7 separate regions of the Mus musculus genome follow, and regions 1, 2, 3, 4, 6 and 7 are each linked to region 5. Evidence: chromatin contacts called from public promoter capture Hi-C data. All regions are on one chromosome and are shown on one strand. Each heading gives the region's core, a stretch centred on a gene start, on an enhancer-like site or on the middle of the called end of the contact. The rest is flanking DNA. Distances are from core to core; before and after follow the strand shown. Region 1 has its middle 17 kb from the start of Atxn7. Region 2 holds the start of Atxn7 (ataxin 7). Region 3 overlaps Atxn7 (ataxin 7). Region 4 overlaps Gm281 (cadherin-related family member 3). Region 5 holds the start of 3830406C13Rik (RIKEN cDNA 3830406C13 gene). Region 6 holds the start of Thoc7 (THO complex 7). Region 7 holds the start of Psmd6 (proteasome (prosome, macropain) 26S subunit, non-ATPase, 6).

Region 1 (2,987 bases), core at 355-2,854, 1.7 Mb before region 5:
ACAAACTTTTAATCCCAACACTCAAGGAAAGCCTGGTCTACACAGGCTGGCAAGAGCTACAGAGTAAGTCCTTGCCTTTAAAGCCAAAGCAGAATGAGAGAGGGAGAGAGAGAGAGAGAGAGAGAGAGAGAGAGAGAGAGAGAGAGACCAAGAGAAACAAGACAAAGAGAGAAACAGAAAGAAACTTCTAAACATAAAATAAAGATCAACTATGTGTAGTAACATTAACTCAGTTTAGTCATTTCATGGTATGCATTTCAAAGCCATATACTATATATACCAAATACATGTAATTTTTAATTATTGGTTAAAAATGTGAATTCGGTAAGAAGACCGTGTATTATTTTGGATTATTAAGTTATCTATAGTGCCTAAAAAAGAGCATAACATGTAAAGTGCCCTCTATAAATAACACCTGAGAGAAAGAGACTGCACGTGAAGGAGCTGGCCCTTGAGACGCACCCTGGGCCTGACACGTCCTCACAGTTCCACCTGGCCCAATGACTGGTTTCTGTTTGCTCAGTACATCTGTGAGCGTACAACTCTTCATTCCCTGTCCCTTCTTATTTACTTCTTGGTGTTGTATGAGTCTTTGCTACAGCATCATAAAACACGTCCATCAGTGAATATTCAAGTCATGGAAGTTATCCCTACTCTTCTCCTCTTCCTCTAACAGATAATCTTTGCACACAGAAGTTATCTCAGCATTAAAAAGCTTCTCCGGCGTTTTTCAAAATGTTTTTTTTTCCTCCTTGGACCCCACTACAGCCAGCAATCAGCCACCATGCAAGAAAAGTCCTGTCCCCTCTTTTCGGCACCTCCCTAATATTTCACAATGAATACCGTACATTGTGATAACAATCCTGGTCCTTCATCAGAGAGCTGTCAGAGCTGACTGAATGCTTGTTGTTTTACATGCAGAACTGCCACCTTCCTAAAGCTCTCACATGCTGGCTTGGTAAGAGAGAGAGTGTTATCTCTGCAGATAAACATGCAGGTTGTACAGCATGTTTCCCACTTTTGCTACAGTAGCTTAGGACCTGATGAAGCAAGCATTTGTAGTTCAAGTATGTGCTCATCTATTTCTGAGATTGAAGCTTCTCTAGTCCTTCCTGTCTGCCTTCTGTTCTGCAGTTGAATTGTAACTTATAAGCCTCCACTTCCCCACCCCACTTCCTTCAAGGATAGAGAGAAGGGAGGCATTTTATCACTAATCTAAACTCTTCCAAGCCGTCCAGGGACGACGGCACATTAAGAAAAGGCATCTGACACCAAGCCTCACACCCTAAGTTAGTTCCCCAGGCCCATGTGATGGAGGAGGAGAAACAAGTCCTACAAGCTGTTCTCTGACTTCCATGTGACCCATGTGTACACACACACACAAGACAGAGTAACACACAAAGAAACATGTCATAAATAAATGTAACAAAAGCAACAACAACAACAAAAAAAAACTAAGCTCTTTCAGGATTCCTTACCCTTTTTCCAAATTCTGTGAAGCTCTGTCATCTGGCCAAATGCCAACTGCACTTTGTACTGAGAAGCTATGCTAACTATGACCGCTGTGACTGTGAGACACAGGACTGCCTCGAGTCGCAGAGTTCCCTGTCAGCCTGGAAAGGCCTCAGGTGCCCTAAGTATGCCTGACTCTTCTGTCTGTCAGTCTTGCTGAGGACTCTCCTTTAGCAGCTGCTCTCTGCTGTGTGGGGAGGGAGTAGGTGGGGCTCAAGCTTGGAGCTGGCCATGGGGCTGGAAGACACAAGAGCATACATACTCGACAACGTCCTATGGAAAGGGTGGGCACAGTTTAGCAGAGAGCTAGGAGTCCTGTCTCTAAAAACTTCCTCCAACAGGCCAGGAGGTGGTGGTGCAGGCCTTTACTTGTAGCAGATAGGTTCCTCAAGTTTTGATAAATGTATGCAAGCGGTGCTGGACAGGAGCTTCTGAGCTAAGAAGCAAATGCCCAACAGCACTACTGTCTTCCTTACATCCACTGTCACTTAGCACTCAGAAGTTCATGATTCTTCAAATACTCCAATTGTCACCCTTTGGTGACACTCAAATTGTACTAGAACTGGAAGTAACGCATTCATCCAGCTCTGCTCCATCAGAAGAGTCAGTTACCTTTTCTTCAGGTGCAGGCCAAGACTCCGCTGGTCGGTTTACCAGTGAATCTTCATCTGCTGCAGCTGTACAAGTCCTTCCTTCTTAATCTGTTCAGATTAAAAAGAAGAAGAAGGTGGCAAAGGACTGAAATAGTGAACACAAAGCTAGTCAGAAATCTACAATCTTAGTTTTAAGTTATCACACGTTTTAAATTATTACATGTGTTCTGTGGACCCAAACAGCTAAAATTTCAGGCACTTTAACAAGTCTTCAACAAATGCAATTTATTTTTATGATGAACTTAAATTCACTAGATTTACAATAAACCAAGAACAAATGCTGGGCGTAGTGGCGCACGCCTTTAATCCCAGCACTCGGGAGGCAGAGGCAGGAGGGTTTCTGAGTTCGAGGCCAGCCTGGTCTACAAAGTGAGTTCCAGGACAGCCAGGACTATACAGAGAAACCCTGTCTCGAAAAACCAAAAAAAAAAAAAAAAAAAAAAAAAAAAAAAAAAAAAAAGGAACAAACAACTATTCAATATGTCCAGAGTCAACATCTTTGGGCTTAAAAATCACTGTATGAATTTCCACTAATGAGTTTCCACTTAATGTTTAATGCTGCTATTTGAAAGCCTACACCTATGAAACCTGTCAACTTATACCTTTAAAATAACAGACACATACTGACTATCTGGAAGGCTCACTCTGTTCTTTATGATTCAACAAGATGTAAAAACAATGCAGTGAGGTACAGAGTCAAAGGACTGATGACTAACAAACTGATGCTTAAAAGGTGGTACTCAACCTAAGAAAGTAGGAAAGAGCAACAAATAGTGGCAACAGCCCAGCTGTGAGGCGTGTCCTCTCAGACTGTACCACAGG
Region 2 (2,700 bases), core at 130-2,629, 1.7 Mb before region 5:
CCCATCACTTTGAATTGCCCTTTCCAGAAGGGATCCAGGTTGCTGCCCATTACAGAGAGCCCCTAGAAATGAGATTTCTTCCTAAATGTTCTACCCACCCTCTTCCATCCTCTTCAGCAGAGACCTCAATGTGGCAAGCAGGGAAGGTGGGCTGAAGCAACAAGAAAACTTCCCCAAGGTTGGGTACAAACTCCACCAGGGGGGCTGGACTCACCTTCCCGGCAGAGCCCCATGACTTCGCGGTTTTTCCCAAACTCCTTGAAACTTTCATCCAATTCGGTCCCTAGGAGATATACACACACAGGAGGAGGGGAGAGGCAGGTCAGTGGCTAGGAGTGTGACGCACGCTCACGCACGCTCCGGGTAGGTGTGGGCACCCAGCAGAAGATAGCATCTCTGACCCCCGTGGGGGCGGCCACAGGACACGGCGCGGGGGAGGGGATCGGGGCCAGAGGAGGGGGGCGGGGGGGCGGGGGGAACCAGGAGGCGTGGACACTCACCATCCTTCCCAGGAAGTTTGGAAGCTTCCACCCACAGATTCCACGACTGTCCCAGCATCGCTTCGGGACTGGGCAAGGGCCTGCGCTCCCCAACCGTCGCCATGGCGGCGGCCGAGGTGGTGGTGTCCCCGGTGCCGCCGTCCTCCGCCCGTGGGCGCCGCAGCGGCGGGTGCTGCCGCTGGGGCTGCAGAGGCTGTGGCTGCTGCTGCTGCTGCCGGGCGGCCGCTGCTCCGCCCGCCGCGCGGCGCGGCTCCCCCCTGACGTCATCCGCGGCCCGCTCCGACATTCTTTCCGCTCCTACAATGTAACAAAAAGGGGGAAAAGAGTGGCGCGGGGGCCGCTTTTAAGGAGGCTCCGCGGAGTTCCGGCGGCGTGCGCGGCCCGCAGGCCCGCGGTGCTGTCAGCCCCCGGCCCCTGCCGCCGCCCGCCTCCCCGCCCGGGCGCAAAGTCCGCGGCGCCACCGGCTTTCGCTTTCGCCTCCCGCGGCCCTCGTAGGGCGCCGGCTGCGGCTGCCACTGCGGCGCTGGCCGCCCTGCCGGGCCCGGCTCGGGAGGCCAGCGCCCGGAGCCGAACTGCCGCGACCTCAGGCCTGCCTGCGCCCCGGCCCGCGGCTGCCCACCCTGCGGGCGCTCGCATCCCGGCCCAGCCGGCAGCCCCGCTCCTTCCTTCCGTCCGCGCGTCCGTCCGAGCGGCGGCGCCCGGCCGGCTCCCTTAAGCGGAGGCGCCTCCTGTCGCCTCCTCCCCCTCGCCGGTCCCTCCCTCTCTGCTCGCTCCGGCGAAGTTTGCACGTCAAGCCCCCGGAGTGGAGCCAGGGCGAAGTCGGAAACGCAGCCACCTATGGAAGAGCCTGCCGGTCGGCCCCGGCGCAGTAACGAAAGCGTCGCCCAGGCCCTCCCTCCGGAGCCCCGGGCACCAGCAATTCGCTCTGGGCTCGCGGGAGGCTGCACAGTAGCTGGAGCATGAATGGGAAGCAGCCACTGTGCGGACGCCCAGAAACCAAAGCTGCCAGTGGCAGGTGTGAAAATGCCGCCCAGGTGTTAGCCCAGGCGTCCGCATCGAGCCCCTGCTGCTTGGCCAGCCAGGAACGTGCACTTGAGTGCCCACAACTGAAGGTCACACTGTGTCCTGCGAACTTGAATTTCTTCTCCAGCAAGAAGGAAGCTACAAAATCAGTGTATCACTTTAAAGTTGGGTTGTTAGTCTCTCACTATTTATGGCTGTCTTTCCTAGAATCCGATGAGACCCCCATGGCTTAAGGAATATACCAGACGTTCGTCAGATTTGGATCACAAATTAATAAGCACTAGCACATACAGTCACCCCCTCCCCGACCATCAAACAAGTAAAGCACAGGAGTGGACCACCACAGGGTGCCTTTAGTTCCTATTAAGCTGTTATCTCATTTCAGTAAAGCAGCATCTTTTTAGCCTGCTCAGAGCCTCAGGCTTACAGGTGCCTTCTGGGACTGTATGAAGAGGTGAGCTTTCTCGACTTGCTGCTATTATCTGTTGGCTTTGGGGGGGGGGGCAAATATTTAGTAAGACAGATGTGACCAACATCTCTGTTGAAGTACAAAAAACCTTTCAAATGTTAAAATGAACGCAAAAGTGCATATGAAAATGTTTCCATAATATATTAAAGCCAGGACTTGGAGAAGGGGTTTGACATAGGTGCAAGTTTAAAAGCTTGAGCTGGGTGTGGTATGCACCCAGAGTCCCCAGTGTTTGGGAGGCTGAAGCAAGTGTGCAGCATCGTAATACAGGTGAGACTGAGAAACACAGTAAGAGCTTGTCTTAAATAAATAAAGCAGAAACACAATTTCTGTGAGACACATTTAGAAATGTGTCTATAGGGTCCCCCCCCCCCACTGGATTGCACACCAAGAAATCCAAAAAGGAATCTGCTGAGTGTTTATCAAAGGACAGTTGCTTTTTGAACACTCAGGCTATACACCTACATACAGATTCAACTAACTGAAGTTTGGAATATATTTTCCTTAATTTAAAAACTGAGCCTGGCATGGTGGCACACATCTTTAATCCCAGCACTTGGGAGGCAGAGGCAGGCGGATTTCTGAGTTCAAGGCCAGCCTGGTCTACAGAGTGAGTTCCAGGACATCCAGGGCTATACAGAGAAACCCTGTCTCGAAAAACCCAAAAAATTAAATAAATAAATAAATAAATAAATAAATAAAAATAAA
Region 3 (2,700 bases), core at 130-2,629, 1.8 Mb before region 5:
GGTAGTTCTTTTCCTTTCCTTTTTTTGAGACATCTCCACACGGACTTTCCCCACGGCTGTCTGCACACTCACCAACCGTGTGTGAGGATCCCTTTCTCTCCAAACACGCTTCACCAACTGTTGAGATTGACTGGTGATAGCCACTCTGACTGGGGAGAGGGAATGCTATCTCAAAGTAGTTTTAATTTCCATCTCACTATATCTAAAAAATGAACAATTTAAGAACAGCCATTATCCACTTGTGTTTTTAGTGTGTGTGTGTGTGTGTGTGTGTGTGTGTGTGTGTGTGCCTTTCTAATGTCCCCTTCTGTATATGGTGACAGTGCTAGTAAGAAAAAAAGATCCTGAAAGCAGGCAATCTATGACTGCTCTGGGACTGAGGGCCCTGTGCCTGGCTAGGGAAGATCCCTGTAGTCTGCTTACTGCCTACTTTATTTTGAGACAGTCTTGCTAATAATGAGGCTAGCCCTAAAACTTCTGACCTCCTACTTCAGCCTTCAGGGCAGCTGGGATGCAGACATGTTCATACCTAAGAGAAATAACTTTGAGCTTGTGCTTTTACTATGTGAGAGAAAGCAGGCGGGATAGTGAAGACTGAGGAGAACATAATTTTTTACACTGACAAGCTGTACATAAACACAAAAATTAAGACTAAAGTTCATACTAAAGCTTAAAACACTCAATGCTCTCAGTGCTCTGTAGAAAATTCTGTTTCGGCCAGTCCTAGCTTTGCTCTTCTTGAAAAGCATTACTATTGCTTAAATTATTTCCCAACAGTGCTCAGAAAGCTTTTTGTATACTTTTTGGTTTTGATTGTCACATATCTTTTCTTATGGAAATCATTAGGGCACCTTACTAAAAAGATGAAAATTACTTACTAAAAGATGATTTTAATGAAAGTAAATAACATCCTTCCAGACCAAAAATTCTGTAAGTGCCATAGTTACAAGGACACACATTACCATAGTTACAAGGACACACACATTGCCATTCCACTGTGGCTAAGAGTCACGGAGCCGTCCCCCTCTCCTGGGAACCAGCACTCAGAGCAGCCAGAGGGACCGGTCTAACAGTTCCAACTCAAGGGAAAGGATCTGGATTCACCTAGCATCATGCCTCCTCCTACAGGAAGAGTGTAAATTAAACAGTGCATGCACTGCAATACCAAGTACACAGCCAGGAACTCAGGAAGTCTGCTCTATCACCGATTACAATCCAGGTGTCAGGCAGCTTCTGAAGAAACCAAAGAGTAAGAGTACCATGTAAGTCAGTACTACATAAACTAGTCTGTCCTTCACAGACCCCGGGATTTCCTGAACAGCACAAGTGTCAGTCATCCCGTGCTCTGAGAACAAACAAGCCCTTGGCAGTTATGAAATTCTATGCTCCCATCGCTGGCTGCAGGCAGTTCCTCATCGTACAACAACACAGGCCTCCACTAACTCCACTGTCTCAGCAGGCCAGGCAGGTTATAATTGGCCTTAATTGGCACTTAAAGCAGCTTTAACATTCCTTAGCTGCTGCCAAGGAACACTTGAAAGGGGAAGAAAGTATTTTCAAACTTGGAAATACCAAGCAATTCATTCAGCTGAGGGCCTCAAAGACTAGAGTTAGAATCAGGTTAGCTTCACCAAAAAACAGAGCTATGCTATTATGCAATGCTCATTAGGAGAGGTGGGAAACGAAGTTTATATGAGATAATTCACCTTAGGGGCTAATCCTACACAGTAGCTTTACTCTGCCTTACCTCTTCTGATCTAGCAAGAGATGGCTTTTCAGGGCCAAATCACACACTTCATGAATGTAAGGCAGACAATACATTATCCCCCATGGTCTGATTTACAAAGGTGTGTGAACCACTGTCTGATCCCTAAGCTTCGTTATCAATTGATGGACAAACATGAACAGTATTAAGAGATAATGAATTACACCAAATGAAAAGAGGATGCTGAGACCAGAAAAATGATGACGTATTTCCTTGGCCTTGCAATTAATCTTGCTGAACGCTCACTCCATGTTACACACTGCAGGAACGAATCCCAGATTGAACAATTCCACTTTCCCACCCAAGGTAAAAGCCATACAGAATGTTTACAGAAATTCCCTACAATACTAAAAATTACTTTGACTTGTTAGAGTATTTTAAAGTCACTCATTTTGAAATAATTCTTTGCCTCGTGTGTGTGCCTGCGTGCACGTGTGTATAAGAAACAATGTGAGAGACTTTAGAAAAGTACATAGAAATTCAGAAAATAAATCCATCACCCCCCCCATAGGATTAATATTTGGTATGGCTAGTAACAACAGACACAACGAACCTCCATCCTTTTGTAAATCCATCTAGTAGCAGCTAGCATCAATGCAATGACTACTAATTCTGACCCAGAATCCTTTCTTGAGACTCTCACACAAGGCACTATCACTACACTTACACATATGCCCAAGAGTGGCTTTGTTCAAAGGGTCAAAGACAAAAAAATAATCCGGAAGCCCATGTCAGGCCGTGGAAGCTGCAGCATGGCCATTCTTTAAAAGTAGTGGGGACTGTTAAAAACCTGAGAACAAGCACCAGTACTGCTAAGTAGACAGCAGCAATGTGCAGAACACGAGCACTTTGTCACTCTGTTACTAAAGTACCTACTAACAAGACTCCTAGTTCTGCATGAGAAAACAGCACAGGGATATTCAGTTCTTTGATAG
Region 4 (2,700 bases), core at 111-2,610, 1.6 Mb before region 5:
TTTATATATAAAAAACACAAGTTTCATACATCACAAAAAAACCTTCCATTATAACACAGAAGTGATATTACCAGACAAGCATCAGTGGAGTATACTGACAGAGCTGCTATATGTGAAAACCAAACAGAGTTTAATTTCTTCTTGTAAACAAATCCCAGTGCAGTTCTGTGCTACAATTTTAGTAATGAGAATGCAGATATCTTCTGGTGCAGGCCAGCACAATAACCTTCAAAGATTATCTCAGGCACCCTGTTGTTGACTTGATGGTTTTACTTAGAACCAGTTGTGATGTTACCTTTCGCAGAATGTCCTAATTGACAGCTTTTAGAAGACCAATTTAACCAGGCTTACACATGGTACCAAATACCAGTTTTGTAGCTTTCTTCCTCCTTCCAAAAGTCATGTTGAAATCAAGGTGAAGTTTGACTATGGTAGTAGACTGCCAGTCCTTTTCTGGTGTACCATTTTATTTATTTATTTATTTTGAAATTTTTTTTAAATTTAATTTTATTTCTTTTTTAAGTACAGGCACATAACACTAGCCAAAGATTATACCTTGATTACATTCCCAAAAGGCAGATATGCTGCAAACATGCAGAGATTTCATTCATTTAGTTTGGCACATGGAACTAAATTTTGTTCCTAGTATATGTGTATTTCAATTTGTTGTGCATATTTTTGTCCAATTTTACTGAGGGGAGGCAATTCTGCCTGTAACAAACACCCAAACATCCTAAAATATCAATTATATAACAGACAAGTATAAAGCAAAACTCTGGAGAACATCAAAGGAAAATGGCCATGCATCTGCTCTTTAATGTTTTCCTACGATATATTAAAATAAAAACAAAGTTTCAGTCTCTTCACATGTAGTAATTTTATATTCTCTGGATTTTTTGAGCCACAACAACTAGATTTTCTTTTCTGATTTTTGCTGCAGCTTCTGCTTATAATCATATGGCCAGTTGTGCTTGTCAGAGTAATGGTGAAGTCCACAAAACAAATTTCCACATCGGCAGTCAACCCCTGTAAGGCCATCTCTCTTTCTACAAATAGAACATCTGTTCTTCTTTGGTTTGGGCAACTCAGGAGCTTTTTCTTCACTTTGAGAAGAACTGGGCTGAGAAACTGATGGACTGAGCTGAGTGACAACTGACTCTGACACCTCTGTTTTCGGGATAGTTAATTTGTCCTCTCATGAAATGCTCATTTCTGTCATTTGTTGAGTTACAGGCAAGGCAGCCACAGGCACATTTCTTGATTTTTCAGATGTGCTGCCAGCAGCACCTTCACAATTGTTGAAACTAGCATCTGCTCTCTGTACAGATGCAGAATCTGTTGGAACCACTAGATGTCCCCATTGGGCTCATTCTGCCACTATTCGTCTCTCAAGATGTTCTTCGTAGGAAACAAGAACACGTTCCATTTGTCCTAGGACCCCATAAAAGCCACATCCTGAACTACACAGCATGGGCACTGGGGTCTGGTTAGTCTCCTGAACCATATTTTTCTGCCTGCGGGGGCCCGGATGCCCTAGCGAGCTGGCGCGCGACGCCGGGCGGTAGGCAGGGCTGAGACCTCCGGGAAGGGTTGGCTAGCGGCCGCCGCGGGCCAGAGCGGAACGCAGGCCGAGCGCAAGTGTTCCTTTTTCTACCTGCAACTTCCAACTAGCAGGTTGAAAGTTAAAGCCACACCGTTCCTGCTGAGATAGAACAAAGGCCACATTGCTTAATCCTCTGCTGTTAAGATACAGGTTAGGTCACTTTTTTTTTTTTTTCCTTCAGACAAAGCAAGAAAGTTTTTAGGACTTTTTTAGAGATTATTATCAGCATTTCAGTACAGTAAGAGACCTAGAAAGCCCTGAGACTCTCAGACTTTTAAAGCCATCACCAGAGTCCTACTTTGTGACTCCACCACTACCCTCTTCGGGCTGGGAGGCTCCCGGCAGGTGGGAGTCCAAACAAAGGCATAAGATCTACTTAGTATTCTCTGAAGTAGCTTTATCTGAAAAGCATTCTGCAGACTGGGCAGGAATTGAATAAAAGAGGGAGAAAACATCTCAGGTCATGTGCAAAAGTCCTGTAGAAAGAAGGATCCTGAAAAGAGGAGACCAGATTTGAACAGGGAGTGTGGTGAGAAATCTGACTGCAATGGAGATAAAGGAGAGAGCCTGTGGAATCTGGGAGATTTGTTGGAAAGAGCTACTTACTTGCTAGTTTTAATAAAGCTAATTCTCCTACTGGGAGAAGTTCACATAGGCGCATTGCTCTTTATAAGATATCTGGGTTCCTTAAGACTCAAAGTACTCATACTGCAAAGCTATTGCATGCTTGACATTCACCTGGTCTTTCTGCATTGGCTCTCTGAGACCCAAAAGAGGACCCAATTCAGTGCAATAACATCTTTAACAGTTGAGCTGCCCTAGACTGGTTTAGTTTCAGGTTATGGTTAGCTCTTGTGTCCCTCAAATCTCAAACCTCTAAAAGCAGTGACTAGTAGAAGCATATTCCATCAGAACAAAAAGAAAACCAGAATATAAGCTTGAGCCCATGTGTACATTTAGAGACTTAAATCTACTCATAAGCTATTAGTTGAAGAAAGTCTCATGCACAAGCCATAGGAACTGCCAAGTCAAATGGCAAGCATCAGAAACATGGGAACTGCAGAGTATGGTAGAAAAGAAACATGATCTGCTAATGC
Region 5 (2,982 bases), core at 434-2,933:
ATAAGAGCCAAGAATGGTGGTAACTATCCTTACTCCAAGCACTCATGAGACAGAAGCAGTAAAATCAGGGGTTCAAGAACAGTTTTAGTTGTGAAGAACGTTCAAAACCAGTCTGGGTTACAGGAGACCCTGTCTCAGAACCCTTACAACCACAAAGTTTCTATTAAAATCTAATTTGAACTTTAGAAAGGGTGAAGGAAGGGAACATTTTGATATTAATATATAAAAATAAATAGCTATGTGGATGTTTAGAACATAATTGTGTCGTTTACTCTCATTCTTAAGAGACAATGAAGTTATCTACAATAAAATGTCCTGTCAGAAAATGATACTTTCACATTTTTGTCTTCCTGTGCATGTTTCACTAATAAAGGTAACATACACTCTGTATTTGAAGTATCTTTTTCAAAAACTTACATTTCTTCATGTCTTTTAGAAAGGTGAATTTCTTGAGTAAACAAGGAAGCCATCTTTAATCAAAGCTGGGCTATAAGTTTTCTGCTAAATAATAAAAACATTTAGTTATCTTTACCCATGTGTTCAACTGTGCGATTTGGTTTTAGTACTGAAACAATACATTAATTCTCTCAAAAGAGAAAACTGACAATTTTATGTGTAATGTGAAAGAATGCACTCAAGCACATTTTTATTAATTTTTTTTTTTTTTTTTGCATTTGTCAAATTCACTCAAAACACCATGGATCAGGTAAACTCAAGACGCTTCATATCTGCTACCTCCACCCAAGCTCTAATCTTAAACAGAATTTCAACAAACAAACAGCCGGCACTAAGACTAATGGACATTTTAACAGAAAGAAAAAAAAAAACCTAAAAATTCAACACACACTCATAGACAGAAAGGCAAACACGTCTGAGGACCAACTGGGAACTCATGGTCTTGCCTTTAGCGGAAGACTGCTCAGTGCTACCATGACCCTTCCAAACAGGGGAAGTATTTTTACATGTGTAACTTAGGAAAAAGTCGATTAAGTCTGCCCGCCGCGTTCTAGCAAGTCAGCACTCGCGTTTGGAGACTTCCTATGGCACACTACACCAGGCACCACTCCCCTTGGCTAAAGTACTTGCACAAGTATAGATGGTGGGCTAATGACGTGCTCTGAACGCGCTAGGCTGAGCACACAAGCTAAAGGTGCCCCACCAAAGGGAGACACATCCAACACTGACATTCCGTGAAGGAGACTTCCCTAAACTTTCTGAAATTAAACGCCGCTCGCTCAGGATCGGATGGCGACCGGACGCCCGAGCTCTGGGTGCTCCGCACACTGCACAGGGGCCTGCCCGGCCCTTCAGCAGGCTCCTTCTCCGCCCAGGGCCCACCTCACGCCCGGCTTCCTCGCCTTCCTCCCGGCGAGGTTTGCAGCCGACCAGGGCAGCGTCCAGGCGCCCCTGGAAAGCCACTCCTGCCGCCTCTCTTCCTCTCCTTCGGGAGCAGTTCAAGAAAAACTCTGCCTTTTGAAGCGAGGAAGCGCCCAACGGCCACCCCAAGTCCCGCCTTTCGTCCCAGAAAACTCTGGAAAACCTTTCTGGTCACCTGGCTCCCCTCATTAGCTTCCTCCTCATCCCCCCCTTGCCTCAGGGGCTACGGGCTGTGACCACACTGCGCCCACCTCTGAGCTCTTCCGGGAACGCGCCATGGACGACGCCTGCGCAAGACCTGGGCGTGGTCAGGCAGCCATGTTTGCGTACTTTACGCTCCTGACGTCAGTCAGAGTCCCAGCTACTTGGCTTGGCTTGGCTCTGGCGCGGGTTCGAGCACCTCAGGGAGATGAGACTGTGGAAGATTCCCCAAAAGGGGCCTTAGAAACCTGGAAGAAGATGTGGTGATAGCTCAAGCTTTTAAAAAGTGGTCTCTGCATATGTTATAAAGTCTTCGGGGAGTACAGTTGGCTTCCTCCCTGTAACATATTCCTCCTTTGGAATGTTCCAGTGGGGGGGGGGGGGGGGGAAGGCGTGAGTGTTGTGGGGACTATCCAAAGACTTGTCATTAAGTTTGTTCATCCGAGGCCTGCAGAGCAGCCTCTAGGTCGCACACAGATCAACACAGCAAGTTCACAGCCTTGTGTTGTTTAGCCCACAGCACTCCTCCCATGTGCAGAAGTGTACCCTTACGCTTCATTTTATTCCTTGAAATAACTTTGTGAGCGAGTAGTTCTGTTTATTCTTTGCTTATAGATAGAGATATGGAAGAGTGATAAAGTCTTAACTAAGAGTTGCACAGCTGGTAAAGGGTAAACAGAACACATTTAAGTGAGTTTTTCCTCCTAGGTTACCTACATTAAATGTAGCACCGAATTTAGACACTTTGAACTCAGTGTGTCCTTTATTTTGAAAGCCTCTTTTCTACACACTTAGGTATCTTCACTTCTTTACTTCTAGGGCAAGGTCTCACTATGTAGACCTGGCTAGTCCTTTAAATCACAGGACATACCTCTGCCTCTCTGCCTCTCTGCCTCTCTGCCTCTCCCCCTCTCTGCCTCTCTGCCTCTGGTCCTGGGAGTAAAGGCATGGACTATGATACTTGGCTCTTCCTATCTTATAATGCTACTCTCTCAATAGAGGTATTATTTCATTCTCAGTGTGGGACTTCCCACTTCCCCAGCCACATTTTTTTTTTCCACAACAAAAGAACATTTTGTGTTTTGTAAAGTTCCCTTTAAATTTTGGTATGTGTTTGTGTGTGAGTGTGTGTGTGTGTGTGTGTTGGGATGGTATGCTACAATGTATATAGGTGTCCTCAAAGGGCAGAATAGAGATTTAGATCCCCTTGAGACTCTTTATTTGATTGTTGTGATGAGAACTCTTGTCCTCTGTAAGAACAGCCAGAACTCATAACTGCTGGATCCATCTCTCTCCAGCATCAAGAAAAATATTTTTGACTTTGGTTTCCTATTGTGCATTTTCTAACTGGATGAGTGAAATTTCTCCTGATTTTGAAGCACTGTAACCTGTGCTTGGCAGATC
Region 6 (2,971 bases), core at 468-2,967, 1.7 Mb before region 5:
CTTGTAAACAAGAAGTCTCCCTAGCAAAGTCTTACCCAGAACACAGAAATGATCAGGTGATGTTCCATTTACAGTGTTTAGAGGTACTTACGAATTAATTGGATTTGGTTTGGTTAGGTTAGGTTTGGTTTGGGATTCTGTTGTTTGGTGCTTGTGGGGGTGGGGGGGCGGGCCGGGGAAGGAGGTCGGTGTGCCTATGTAGCCCAGCTGGCCAAAAATTCAATGTTCAGACCCAGATTAGCTTCAATTCACAAACCTGCCAGCCCAGATAGGCTACCACACACCACCCCGCTGAATTTAAGATTAATATTACCCTCCTTCCTACGCCAAGGAAATGAACATGGTCCAAAGTCCAAGTTAGGAGGAGCCTTTAGACCAGTACTCTTTCAAAAAGTCAGCGAGCAGTTCCACATTTGGAAGAGGTCATTTATGCTTCAAAATCTTCATTCAGGGTAATTTCTGCCTTTGTGACAAAAGTAGATACTGTATTTGACCCATACATAGTTCTGCCTAGAGGTTAAAAACCACCTCCCTTGAATGATCCCAAGTCTTCCGCTAGAAAGAACTGAGGGAACACAGGGCCGATGCATGGATCCCACTTAAGAAATCTCAACAACCAAAAAATGACCCCACACCATTGCCTTATGCAGGATCTGAAGGTTCAAGGGATTGGGATCATGAAAACTGATAAACAAAAACCTGGGTTATAAAGTCAAACTCTACCCTGTTGGAGGTCAAATCAACTCTCAACAGGAACATGGTTCCACTAGGAGAACATTCCTCAATGTTGAATCAAAATGATTTTTTGTTTTGTTTTGTTTTGTTTTGTTTTTTTGTTTTGTTTTGTTTTGTTTTTTGTTTTTCGAGACAGGGTTTCTCTGTGTAGCCCTGGCTGTCCTGGAACTCACTTTGTAGACCAGACTGGCCTCGACTGCCTGCCTCTGCCTTCCAAGTGCTGGGACTAAAGGCGAGCGCATTCACTGCCCGACTCCCCCCCCCCCCCCGGGAGGGGGGTGGTTTATTTCATTTTTCAGAAGAGATGACACTATAACCTGCAGTGTGTTCTAGAAATGTGTACTCCGCACCCCCAAGTAATGTGTTTGCAATGAGCAGCACCCCCACCCCCAACACCTACTTTCAACTTCCCTTTAAGAAGCAGTTTTTGAAAAGCAAAGTTAGTATGAAAATGAAGGCACCCCATCTGGATTCCAGCAGCGAGGGAGAACTGGATGAGAGGTGAGAACCGGAGGGACCTGAGCCCTGGGTCCTGAGTGACGCTCCCCAGACAGGTGACCAAGTTTCTTTCCCCCGCTTCGCCAGCACCCGCCAGAGCTCAGGAAGGGAGGATGGCTTGCCGCGCCCGCCTCAAGAATACGGGTTCGAGACCCACGGCGGCAGTGGCCGCGCCCCCGTCCCACCGGAGCGCACGGTCGGGGCAGCCCGGGACAGAGGTCACCTGGAGCGTCAGGCGCGGAGCCCCGCGAGCGCGCGCAGCCCGAAGCTCACCTGGCGGCTGGCCGCGGCCTCCAGGGCGGCCTGTGGGCGCGGGCAGGGCGGGACGGCGGTGTCCCCGGGCCCAGCCGCCGCCGCCCGCCCTCCCGCCGCCCGTCTCGCCCTTCACCCGCCGGCCGCTCCGCGCCCCAGGAGAGCGGCGAGCGCGGGTCCGCGGCGGCGCGGCGCGCGCGCCGGCGCGACTCAAAAGTCGGAGAGGGCGGCGGGCGCCGCCGCCTCCTCCTCCATGACTGTTTACCCGGCTGCATTGTGGGAGTTTGACCTTCGCCGCCAACCGCCGCCTCAGCTCGGCCGCCGCCGCCGCCGCGCACGCCATGGGAGCCGTGACTGACGGTGAGGCCTCGGCGGGTGCGGGGACGCGGGGCAGCGCCGGGATCCGGGCCGTCTGGGGTGGGGGGCTCCCGGGGCGGTGCGCGGCGGGGAGAGGCGCAGGGCGGCTCGCTCGGCCCGGGCGATGCAGTGCCCCGAGGGGGCCGCCTGGGGGGCTTCCCGGGCCGGGCTGGGTCGGGCCCACGGGCAGCGCGGCGGGCCCCAGGGAGCGCAGGAGCTCGGAGGGCGGTGGAGTGAGGACCCCGAGCTGGGGACGGCGGCTAAGAGGAACAGGGGTGTCTGGAGGGCCGGTCGGGAAGTGTATCTGGGCGACTTACAAGGTAAGGCGCCAGCATGGGAAGAGGCCGGCGGCTTGGACCGCGGCAACAAAAGGAAGGCATGTTGGAGCGGGTGAGTTGTTGGCCTGAGTGGATTAGGAGTGATGGATGGTGGACAGTAGATGTCTGTGGGCTGAGAGCAGAAATAAGAGCGCGTTTGGGAGAAGGATGGACTGACACGATAGGCAACTGGAGCAGGAACTGAGAAGGTACCCGCTTTGGTAGAAAGGTTCCGGTGGCTTGATGTTGTTTGATGGGCTGATCAATAGCTATGGATCCCAGTGGAGAAACAGGGGACTTCCAGAAATGAACAACGATCGGCCCAAATTTGAGGACGGGCCGAGGAAATACCGATGTGGGTATAAATAAAGGCCTCGGAACTTGGTAGGGGGGATTTTAACCTTGGTTTTGTTTTTTTTTAATTCGAGTTTAATTTATTCAGGAAGTACTTAGCTTACTTCTAGGCAATACTTTACTGAACACGTTTGATACCCAGAAGCAGCAGGTAAAGGTGTTTCCTCTTATACGTCTGCAGTGGCTGTAAACATTAAAAATTGGTAGGGTGGCTGTGTGTGTGTGTGTGTGTGTGTGTGTGCGCGCGCGCGCGCCTGCCTGCCTCTCTTTGAGCTGTCTCTGCCTCCCTCCCTCCCCCAGGCAGGCCACCCTACTAGAGTGGCAGTCAGAGGACACTTGCTGAAGTCACTTCTTCACTTCCACCAGATGGGTCCTGGGAATTGAACTGAGGTGGTCTTTCTACTGGTGATTAGAAAACTTGACAAATTTGCTTTCCCCCTTCCTTTGAAGGGTAAATA
Region 7 (2,700 bases), core at 135-2,634, 1.8 Mb before region 5:
GCTTGATTTAAAGCTCTAGTTCCTCTTGCCCTAAACCCATTCATGAATGTCTTAGGATGCTTCCTACAGAATCTTTCTTGAAAGGATTGATGATCAGTTTCCATACAAAGTTATAACATTCTGATAACATAAAATAGCACCAATTCTAGCACATCCTTGTGTTGTACTGTTCCAAAAGTCAGACATATGGTAACCATCACATAGAGTGTGATACCTGGATCCACACATCCTTCATGGGACATCATATTTCAGAACCCAGAAGAATTTTGGGCCAGCATAAAAGATCCACTGCAGTAGAAGTTGAGCTTGTGTTCAAAGGTAAACTTCTAGTAGGAATTCAACAACTGAGATGCAAATCCTGGCTTTAAGTCTCTGTGGTAAGATAAGTCTCTGTGTTGAGATTCTCTCGGGGTAGCAGATTACAGTCATCACAATTGCAGGGCCTAACAAAAGCAAAGGACAGAAAGTCCGTGCAGTGGGTTTACTAGTTACTTTTTCTTGCTGTGATAAAACGCCATGACCAAAGCAGCTCATGAGTCTAATTTGGTTTGCACTTTCTGAGAGTCCTTAGTAGTGGCAGGGGCATAGAAACAGGCTGGAACAAGAACCTGGGAGATCACATCTTCAACCACACAGAGAGAACATAGAAAGAATTGGAAATGGGGTGAGGTCAGAAATTCTCAAACCTACCCCAGTGAGCGACTGCCTAAAGCAGGGTTTACACCTTTTTATGGTTCCTTAAGGTGTCCAAACAGCACCACCAATGGGGACCATGTGGTCAAATATTGAAACTCAGTGGGACATTTCTCATTGTGTCACACAGTAGGATTTATAGACCATTACCCATTCTGAAGACTCCTCCAACATGTGCACACAAAAATAATGTAAATCACTGAATTAATAATTGGAAACACGGGGTACTCTTTTCTTAGAATAGGGAAGAATGTGGATTTTAAATGTAAGGAAGATAGGTTCTACACAGGCCTTGTCATGTAGCTGGTGTGTAACCTTAGCTGGCCACTTTTCAAATCTCGCTATGTTCCAGTTTGTTTGTCTACAATCTGGACCAAAAGAATCTCTCCCTAGTTCAAGAGTATTGAAACAAAGATGTCCCTGGAAAACTGTTTTTATTGTTTTTCTCATCTGTGTTATATTTTAAAACTGTTGGCGGATTTCCAGATCCTATCCGTTGCAAATATTATATAAAAAGGAAGAAAAAAAGATACTCAAGAAATGAAAGTTGGGCCCAACTCTGACCTAAAGAAAAAGGGGACAGCGCCAGGTGCTCCCGCCGATGTCCAGCAGGGGACGCTGCGGGCGGCGGAGCCAGAGACGCGACCGGAAGTCAGACTGGCGGCTCTGGGGAACCTGTGACGACTCCTCCTGCTTCCGCTGGTGGCCCAGGGCTGTGCTTGGTTCTGTCAGCCGGCTCCTGTGCTGTAGCCATGCCGCTAGAAAACCTAGAAGAAGAGGGACTGCCCAAGAACCCCGACCTGCGCATCGCGCAGCTGCGGTTTCTGCTTAGCCTGCCGGAGCACCGCGGGGACGCGGCGGTGCGCGAGGAGTTGATGGCGGCCGTCCGGGAAAACAGTGAGGCCAGCGAGCGCCGAGTCAGCGGCCTAGGCGGGGCGGTCGGGGTGCCTGGCGGGCGTCTCCGGTCGAGGCTTCATGGAGACCCCTAGGGAGGCCTCCTGGACCCGAGAGGGGCTTGCTTGCCTTAGTGGGTTCTTCCCCGCCGCGAGACGTCCAGGGAAGCCTCGGGTGCTTGTCGCGGCTGGACTCCCGGCAAAGGCGCCGCGGCTTTAGTGATGCCTGTCGGTGTTTAGCTGCCGGCCAAGGGACAGTCAGGGTTCTGTCCCTAGTAGTCGAGTCGAATCGGTGTCCTTTCCCTGACATGAGGACTCCTTTGGAACAGGAGCCGACCAGAGCAAACTGAGGATTCGATTCCCTTCCCCTTGGCCTTAGTCGCGATCAGACCTGCTAAGATCGGCTCTCAAGCAGGCTCCCAGCTTCAAACCTTAGCCGTGCTACCCAGGCCCATAGTTGGGAGGCGTCTGCTAGCTGACCTTCGGTGGGGTGGGAAAAGCGAGCAGAAGCTAACAGGATACCTCATAATGCGTGATTTGTGGCTTTTAGATATGGCTCCTTATTATGAAGCCTTGTGTAAATCCCTCGACTGGCAGATGGACGTGGATCTCCTGAGTAAAATGAAGAAAGCAAACGAAGAAGAGTTGAAACGTTTGGATGAGGAGCTGGAGGATGCAGAGAAGAATCTGGGAGAAAGTGAAATTCGAGATGCAATGATGGCAAAAGCAGAGTACCTCTGTCAGATAGGTGACAAGGTCAGTGAGATGCCCTGCCCGCTCTGGGTAGGTGACAGGGTCAGTGAGATGCCCTGCCCGCTCTGGGTAGGTGACAGGGTCAGTGAGATGCCCTGCCCGCTCTGCAGATGAGAGGTGCTCCCTATTTTCTGGAGGTACAGACCAATGTTGTACATCAGTGCAAATGAGTAATATCTCACTGGATAAGAGAATCTTTCTGTTTTAACTGGAAGGATAATCATATTTACCTGTACTGAAGAGTCAGTACAGGAACAGTAGATACATGACAATGTTGCAGCACCCAATTCCCTGCTCTTAACAGAGCAAGGTGTGCGTTAGTCTTCCTTACTGTGTCATTAAAAACAAGTACACATGAGGC

Evidence for each region. Promoter capture Hi-C pulls out the DNA fragments that hold promoters and counts their contacts.
Region 1: a contact with region 5 is called in a promoter capture Hi-C map of liver, with 3 times the contacts expected there. The contact joins the enhancer-like site here to the promoter of 3830406C13Rik in region 5. A contact is called at or near these places in 6 of 39 promoter capture datasets (the 3T3-L1 cell line, 3T3-L1-derived adipocytes, the HPC-7 cell line and 2 more).
Region 2: a contact with region 5 is called in a promoter capture Hi-C map of pre-B cells. The contact joins the promoter of Atxn7 here to the promoter of 3830406C13Rik in region 5. A contact is called at or near these places in 2 of 39 promoter capture datasets (cranial neural crest and pre-B cells) and 1 of 115 datasets of contacts at active chromatin or transcription factors (astrocytes).
Region 3: a promoter capture Hi-C map of the HPC-7 cell line shows a contact between it and region 5, with 4 times the contacts expected there. The contact joins the enhancer-like site here to the promoter of 3830406C13Rik in region 5. A contact is called at or near these places in 4 of 39 promoter capture datasets (3T3-L1-derived adipocytes, the HPC-7 cell line, hematopoietic stem and progenitor cells and 1 more) and 1 of 115 datasets of contacts at active chromatin or transcription factors (embryonic stem cells).
Region 4: a contact with region 5 is called in a promoter capture Hi-C map of stem cell-derived epiblast-like cells, with 2.3 times the contacts expected there. The contact joins the enhancer-like site here to the promoter of 3830406C13Rik in region 5. A contact is called at or near these places in 10 of 39 promoter capture datasets (the 3T3-L1 cell line, the C10 cell line, cranial neural crest and 7 more), 1 of 115 datasets of contacts at active chromatin or transcription factors (embryonic stem cells) and 1 of 9 other capture datasets (embryonic stem cells).
Region 6: a promoter capture Hi-C map of hematopoietic stem and progenitor cells shows a contact between it and region 5. The contact joins the promoter of Thoc7 here to the promoter of 3830406C13Rik in region 5. A contact is called at or near these places in 6 of 39 promoter capture datasets (3T3-L1-derived adipocytes, the HPC-7 cell line, hematopoietic stem and progenitor cells and 3 more).
Region 7: a promoter capture Hi-C map of liver shows a contact between it and region 5, with 3 times the contacts expected there. The contact joins the promoter of Psmd6 here to the promoter of 3830406C13Rik in region 5. A contact is called at or near these places in 10 of 39 promoter capture datasets (the HPC-7 cell line, HPC-7-derived erythroid cells, cranial neural crest and 7 more) and 1 of 9 other capture datasets (adipose tissue).

What each region holds. Positions count from the first base shown.
Region 1 is chr14:13,994,233-13,997,219 of GRCm38.p6, reverse strand. It overlaps a transcript of Atxn7 not described here. Among named protein-coding and RNA genes, the nearest start is that of Atxn7, 17 kb to the left of the region's middle. Within about 2 kb of position 1,604, at least 18 of the 459 cell types and tissues checked have an H3K27ac peak or open chromatin away from gene starts, as enhancers often do. A contact at or near this core is called in liver, where this site is marked.
Region 2 is chr14:14,011,170-14,013,869 of GRCm38.p6, reverse strand. Atxn7 (ataxin 7) reads right to left here and starts at 1,379. Exons shown (of 12, transcript NM_139227.4): 1 at 1,120-1,379; 2 at 501-797; 3 at 215-283. The coding sequence starts at 786.
Region 3 is chr14:14,063,665-14,066,364 of GRCm38.p6, reverse strand. All of the region lies in intron 4 of Atxn7 (ataxin 7), which reads right to left. It also overlaps the pseudogene Gm31222. Among named protein-coding and RNA genes, the nearest start is that of Atxn7, 53 kb to the right of the region's middle. Within about 2 kb of position 1,379, at least 81 of the 459 cell types and tissues checked have an H3K27ac peak or open chromatin away from gene starts, as enhancers often do. A contact at or near this core is called in the HPC-7 cell line, embryonic stem cells and hematopoietic stem and progenitor cells, where this site is marked.
Region 4 is chr14:13,900,646-13,903,345 of GRCm38.p6, reverse strand. The region is part of intron 2 of Gm281 (cadherin-related family member 3); the gene reads left to right. It also overlaps the pseudogene Gm18576. Among named protein-coding and RNA genes, the nearest start is that of Gm281, 13 kb to the left of the region's middle. Within about 2 kb of position 1,360, at least 104 of the 459 cell types and tissues checked have an H3K27ac peak or open chromatin away from gene starts, as enhancers often do. A contact at or near this core is called in embryonic stem cells, liver and stem cell-derived epiblast-like cells, where this site is marked.
Region 5 is chr14:12,282,904-12,285,885 of GRCm38.p6, reverse strand. 3830406C13Rik (RIKEN cDNA 3830406C13 gene) reads right to left here and starts at 1,683. Exons shown (of 5, transcript NM_178141.3): 1 at 1,629-1,683; 2 at 418-501. The coding sequence starts at 470.
Region 6 is chr14:13,960,059-13,963,029 of GRCm38.p6, reverse strand. It overlaps Thoc7 (THO complex 7), which reads left to right and starts at 1,717. Exons shown (of 8, transcript NM_025435.3): 1 at 1,717-1,845. The coding sequence starts at 1,827. It also overlaps a transcript of Atxn7 not described here.
Region 7 is chr14:14,119,629-14,122,328 of GRCm38.p6, reverse strand. It overlaps Psmd6 (proteasome (prosome, macropain) 26S subunit, non-ATPase, 6), which reads left to right and starts at 1,384. Exons shown (of 8, transcript NM_025550.3): 1 at 1,384-1,590; 2 at 2,137-2,342. The coding sequence starts at 1,446.